Linked DNA regions of Mus musculus: region 1 is linked to region 2. A link is a contact called in public HiChIP or PLAC-seq data. All regions are on one chromosome and are shown on one strand. The core of a region is the stretch at or near the end of the contact, and the rest is flanking DNA. Distances in the headings are between cores, read along the strand shown. Region 1 has its middle 13 kb from the start of Fam83f. Region 2 has its middle 6.8 kb from the start of Gm31369.

Region 1 (2,939 bases), core at 240-2,739, 210 kb before region 2:
ACAGCGCACCTATGCAGGAAGGGACCAAACCCAGTTCAGGAAAGACACCTGGGAGAAAGTGACAACTAGGTGAGGACAAAGGACCTGGGGAGGCTCGAGTAGACAAGCAAGAAATGTGTTTTCACAGTAGGATTCTCTGAGCAAGGACAATGGGGAACATTGTCCAGCAGAACGAGCCACAGAGGTGGGGGTTGGAGCAAGAGACTGGTGAAGAAGCTCTTGAAATAATGCAGAATAGCAACGGTGGGGAAGAGGGGTGGAATCAGGGATGGATGGGACGAAGGGAACAAGACAAGACAGATACAGATGAAGGTTTTTTTGTTTTTTTGTTTTGGTCCAGTGACTGTGAGAAGAGGAAGATGATGGTAAAAAGCATTTTGGATGTTGGAAAAAAGGGACCAGTAGATCCCTCTACAACATGCAATATTGGAGGTGCCATGGGATATCTGAGGAGAAAGGCCTGAGGAGCATCCTGACACCAGATACACTGGTGTGAAACTGAGGAATGTCTCCTGGGGTGAGCATAATAAGAATCAGTGAAGCAGCCAGGGTGGTGGTGGCTCACGCCTTTAATCCCAGCACTCTGGAGGCAGAGGCCGGTGGATCTCTGTGAGTTCTAGGTCAGCCTGCTCTATAAAGGGATTTCCAAGACAGCCAGGGCTGTTACACAGAGAAGCCCTGTCTCAAACAACAACAACAACAACAAACCAAGAATAGACTAACACAGCTGAGGATGTGGTGTAGAGGTAGAGCACTCACCTCATATGCATGAGGCCCTAAGTTTCATACCCAGTAAGCAGAGAAAGAGAAAAAGATATAAAGAAAGAGAAGGAAAAAGAACCAAACTCCAAGTTCAGACATGGAGCTAGAGTGCCCCAAGGTCTTAAAATGTAAATTCCTTGAAGTTAACAGAGCTTGGTGGCTCACTTTTTAATCCTAGAACAGGAGAGGTAGAGGTGTTGATCTCTTTGAGTTTGAGGGAAGCCTGGTCTACATGAAGAATTCCAAGCCAGTCAGGACTACATAATGAGATCCTGTCTCAAAACAAACAAATGACAAACAAAAATTCAAGAAGTTTAAGTTTTTACCAATAGAAGGCAGAATTTCCACAAGTTCTATTTGTCTTCATGGAAAGATGCACTTGCCATTTCCTCCACTGCTTTTTAAAAAGAGACATTTACTTCATCCCTTGTCTGCACCCACCCTGAGTTGCACCTTGCCTAAGAGGGGTCCTTGGACCAGCTCTTCACTGAACATATGCTGTTTACACACACTAAGGGTTTTGAGCAAGAAGAGAGCCAGCCGCCCCTTCTGTTTATGGATGAAGAAATTGAGGTTCCGAGAGATTAAAGCACTTCTTTAAACTCCAGTAGCTCTGGAGAGAGTGAGGACAGTCAGGCTGCTGTGCATACCCCCTCCCTTTTCTCTGCACCCCCTCCCAACCCATCTGGACTTGCCATGGTAACTAAGCCTCCTCTAGCGTGGGAAGCAGTTTCCTAGCAACTTCCCCATAACCAGGTCAGAGCTGGGGAATGAGACACCACTTGCTGCCTCCCCTGGGGAATTCAGATGTAGAGAAATGGGATGGCCACAGATGACCTGCATAAAGGGCTAACTGGGAGCACCTAGGTAAAGGAATTTCACATCAGGGTCAGGAAGACGCTGGGATGACCTGGGCCTTGTCCACAGAGCAGGAACAGAGCCTCCTCTCTATGTGCAGTGCTGATTCTTTTGAATAGCACGGGACCCATCTCCGTTGACTTGCTGGCTTGGTGTAAATGAAGGAGTCTGTCTAGAAAGGCTGGTGGCCAGCCATAGACATCTGTGCAGACACTTCATTTTCAGGGGAGCGGAGGGTTACTCACTCACCCTCCTTCTCATGCCTTTATTATGCCAAGATATGTTTATGGAATGGCCTGCTGGTCATAAACAAGCTAGTCCTTCCTCTAATGTTCCTTGTGTACCTGATCTCAGCAGCCACCCTCCGCTCCACCCACCTGCATCTCCTCCTTTCAGCAGGGCCCCACCTGGGACTCCCAGGTCCTGCCTTCTATAGGATCTCTCCCTAAAGGCTAAGCCAGCAATGATTGGCTCAACCTTTTGGATATGGCAGGTTGAGGAGTGGCATCCAGTCTTGCCCGTGGAATATGGGATAATGGCTGCTGAGAACTTCTGGGTAGGTTTATTTCACAAACTAAACTTTGGAGGGGGTGGTGGTGTGCTCTTCTTCACCAGGGATTGCCATGTTTATGTGTCATATTGAGAATTGCAACAGCCACTGAGAGGAGACAGTGCTGATGCTCAGGGGATCAAGGGATGGTACTGTTGTACCCGTGAAGCAAGCAAGCTAGGCATTGCCCACTCTTAGACTCATTGTTCAGGTAGATCATGGCAACCTGTGTTTAAGGTACTTCTGGTCCAGGCTCCATGAGCACATCTCAGGTTCAAGCTGAGTGGGGCTCTCCGTAGATGCCTGGGGCAGGACTTGATACAAACAAACAAACAAACAAACATCCCCTTGCAAAAATTATCGAATGTGCTCTTTATGAATAAATGTAAGATAAAACTGACTCCCCAGTCTTTTATCTCCAGTCCAGATCCGTGATCTACCTGCAGCTGCATGCCCAGCTTCTTGCAGGTCTGACTTCCCTTCCACACCTTCCCACGCCTCCAGTTGGTACAGGAATGAGGTCATCCTGGAGTGGGTTTCCATTTGTTCCCTAGGTCCAACTACACATGTCTCTTCTCACTGCAAGCTCAGTGAAATCAGACATGGTGACAGTCAGGTTATTTATTTATTTATTTATTTATTTATTTATTTTAAGTAGGGTTTTCTTTTCAGCGATTTTAGGCTCACAGCAAAACAGAAGATACAGAACTCCCCAGAGGGCATGCGTAGCCTCCCCTAGTGTCAACAGCCAGGGACGGGTCTGTACTGA
Region 2 (3,407 bases), core at 275-2,774:
CTCCACTGTCAGAGGATATGGCGCCCCCTTCTGGAATCTGCAAGCGATGCATACACATAGTGCACACACATCCTCCATACAGGCAATCACTCATAAAATAAAAAGGAAATAAATCTTTAAAAAAAAAACAGTATAAAATCAAAACACACCCTCCCTCCCCCATTCATATCCCCCAACACTGCTGCATCAGGATGTTGAACAGGGGACCCCACAAGTAACTGCGGGGTACTACAACACAAACCACCTCTTTGTGAAACACCCTCGTTTATCACTTACTGCACAATGCACTTACTGCATTGTCACTTCTAATTATAACTAGGTTCTACATAGCTCATATATTTTAATACAACCATTTGCTAATTAGTATAATTAATAAGCACTTATGTGAGTTTCTATTTAGCCAACTCTATTAAACCAATAGGGAAAACTTGGCTTAAATCAAGAGAGGGTCTATTCTGATTGACTCCGCAATTACCTCATATTAAAAATACTTCATGAGATGTTACTCTCAGAGTGTTTTAGTCTGAACTGGGGATCGTATTATAAAGCAGTTATAAACATATTTTACAGTTTGCTTACTGTCAAATTACTCATGTGCTTGTTCTTTAAATATTTATAAAGCACTGTTAGGCGTAGGCAGTTTGCCAGACATCAGGACACAATGTGAAGAAGATAGATGAACCCCTGTCAGAGCTTCAGCGCCGTGGCCATTTGAATGGGTGAGTTGGTAGCTGGGGTTCAGTACATGGTGCCTGTGGACCTAGGGGCACAGGGTGGTGAGGCTGGGCTTGGTACAGGGCACAGGCAAGGATGAGGGGGTTCGGGAATATCACCCAGAGGGACTGTAGTCCACATGGAATCTGGAAGAAGCAGGAAAGCACCCAGAAGAAGGTGGAAGGAGACAGAACTTTCTGAGTGAAACAGAAAGGATATTGTATCTGGATGGTGGCAATCCGACAATGGGAGCCTGAATGCAGGATGTGCCAACAGGAAGGTCAGGAGTTTGAGCACGTCCACAGTGGCTGCGCTGTTGGTAACAACAAGGTTGGCCTTTACACACTCAGAAAAGGACCGAGTAACAAGTAAAGGCATCGATCGTACGGAAAATGTCACAGAAACTCAGGGGTGAGTGGGTTTCTAAGAACCATTCTCGGGCTGACAAAAACAAACTCTGACTCTGGGGAACGTTTACAGAGGCCTTGCTGAATAACCTTCCTGCCACATGAACTCACCGTGACCGTGGTGTGCCCAAGTGGGCACGGAACCCTTCCGTGTGACCATCAGAGCAACTTGGAGATTCCATAATGCATTTAGTATTCTGGGTACCTCTTCTTAAGGCTTTACTGTATTTTCAACAAAGTGGATTTTGAGATGTGATAAAATAGGCTTAGAGATATGGAATTGAGAGGTTTTTATTTCTTGCAGAAGACCGAGGAATTTGACGAGGCCAAGTACATTGTCGTTACGGCAGACGTATGTGCTGCCTCTTATCAGCAGGCAGGCTCAGGGAAAGAGTAAATTGGCTCCAAAGAAGCTGGGTTTTCAACATGATTTTGTTTGGTAATTTCGAATTCTGTTTTCTCACTGATGGTGCAGAAAGTTCCCAAAGATATGGTAATTACTGCAGAAATACGGCTGCTGGCGTTTGCAGCTATTGAAACAGTAAAATTCCATTATAAAACACCACAATCTATGCGTTCGATGATGCCGAAGTTCAGCATCTGTCCCCTATGCCATATACTATGGATTTGTTTGTCTGTGCAGGCACATGTGTGTGCTGGGGAGTTGGGGGTCAACCTCAGATGTTCCTCAGGACACCCTCCATCTTATTTTTTTTAAGATAGGATCTCTGGCCAGCACCTCAGGCATCCTCCTGCCTCCCTTAGGCATACAGCATCGCACCAAGCTTTGTTGATGTTATTTGACAGTTTCATACAGGTACATAATGTATTCTGCCTGCTTTCCACACGCTCTCTCCTTCCTGTTCCCATTAGCCCTCCCCCCCTCCATTCCTACCAGTTCCTTATTCACATTCATGACTTTCAGTTTTCTTTTGTGGGGCGTTTCGTTTAGCTAGGGCCGTCTATGTGACCCCTGGATGGGAACTGGTCACTGGAGTCTCTTGGGGTCATCAGTGGGCACACAACTGAAGACAGTGACTCCTTGTGGTGGTGGAACAAGAATTGTCTCCCATAGGCTCGCTTTTTGAACATTTGGTTTCCAGTTGGTGGTGCCATTTGAGGGGGGTTAGGAGAGTTGCCTTTGGGAGGAAGTGTATCGTAGGGAACAGGACTTGGGAGTTGATAGCCTGGCCCCACTTCCAGTTCTATCTACTTATCTATCTATCTACTTATGTATGTATGTATCTATCTATCTATCTATCTATCTATCTATTACTTATGTATGTATGTATGTATGTATGTATCTACCTATCTATCTACTTATGTATGTATGTATGTATCTATCTATCTACTTATGTATGTATGTATGTATCTATCTATCTATCTACTTATGTATGTATGTATGTATCTATCTATCTATCTACTTATGTATGTATGTATCTATCTACTTATGTATGTATGTATGTATGTATCTACCTATGTATGTATCTATCTATCTACTTATCTATCTATCTATCTATCTATCTATCTATCTATCTACCTACCTACCTACCTATGTATCTATCTATCTATCTATCTATCTATCTACCTATGTATGTATGTATCTATCTATCTACTTATCTATCTATCATCTATCTATCTATCTACCTATGTATGTATCTATCTATCTACTTATCTATCTATCTATCTATCTACCTATGTATGTATGTATCTATCTATCTACTTATCTATCTATCTATCTATCTACCTACGTATGTATGTATGTATGTATGTATCTATCTATCTACCTATGTATGTATCTATCTATCTACTTATCTATCTATCTATCTATCTATCTATCTATCTACCTATCTATCTACTTATGTATGTATGTATGTATGTATCTATCTATCTATCTACTTATGTATGTATGTATGTATGTATCATCTATCTTCTTTGTTCTTGTGGTTTAAAAAGAAACATGGTCTTTCAGCTCCCTGCTCCTGCTGCCATGCCTGCCTCTCACTGCCGTGCTTCTCAGCCATGAATCCCTAACCCTCTGGATCCCTAAAGCCCCAGTAAACGTGTCCTTCTCTAAGTTACATTGGTGGTAGAGATCAATGACAGCTGTAGAAAAGTAACTAAGACATCCATCTCCCAGAACCTATCAACAGCCAACAGTTCAGCAGGGAGATGTTGGACCTCCTGAGCCCATCCTCCTCCATCCATCCATGACAGTTGACTAGCCCATTCTGTACAGACCCAGTACAGGCAACCCCAGCTGCTGTGAGCTCCTGGTTGCAATGG

What was found. HiChIP or PLAC-seq counts read pairs in DNA pulled down with a chosen protein or histone mark.
Region 1: an H3K27ac HiChIP or PLAC-seq map of SST interneurons shows a contact between it and region 2, with 4 times the contacts expected there. The contact joins two enhancer-like sites. A contact is called at or near these places in 7 of 39 promoter capture datasets (the C10 cell line, cranial neural crest, embryonic stem cells and 3 more), 2 of 484 Hi-C or Micro-C datasets (bone marrow-derived macrophages and pre-megakaryocyte-erythroid progenitors) and 2 of 115 datasets of contacts at active chromatin or transcription factors (the NIH/3T3 cell line and SST interneurons).

The regions. Positions count from the first base shown.
Region 1 is chr15:80,657,856-80,660,794 of GRCm38.p6, reverse strand. No RefSeq gene overlaps it. Among named protein-coding and RNA genes, the nearest start is that of Fam83f, 13 kb to the left of the region's middle. Within about 2 kb of position 1,489, at least 36 of the 459 cell types and tissues checked have an H3K27ac peak or open chromatin away from gene starts, as enhancers often do. A contact at or near this core is called in SST interneurons, where this site is marked.
Region 2 is chr15:80,443,743-80,447,149 of GRCm38.p6, reverse strand. No RefSeq gene overlaps it. Among named protein-coding and RNA genes, the nearest start is that of Gm31369, 6.8 kb to the right of the region's middle. Within about 2 kb of position 1,524, at least 3 of the 459 cell types and tissues checked have an H3K27ac peak or open chromatin away from gene starts, as enhancers often do. A contact at or near this core is called in SST interneurons, where this site is marked.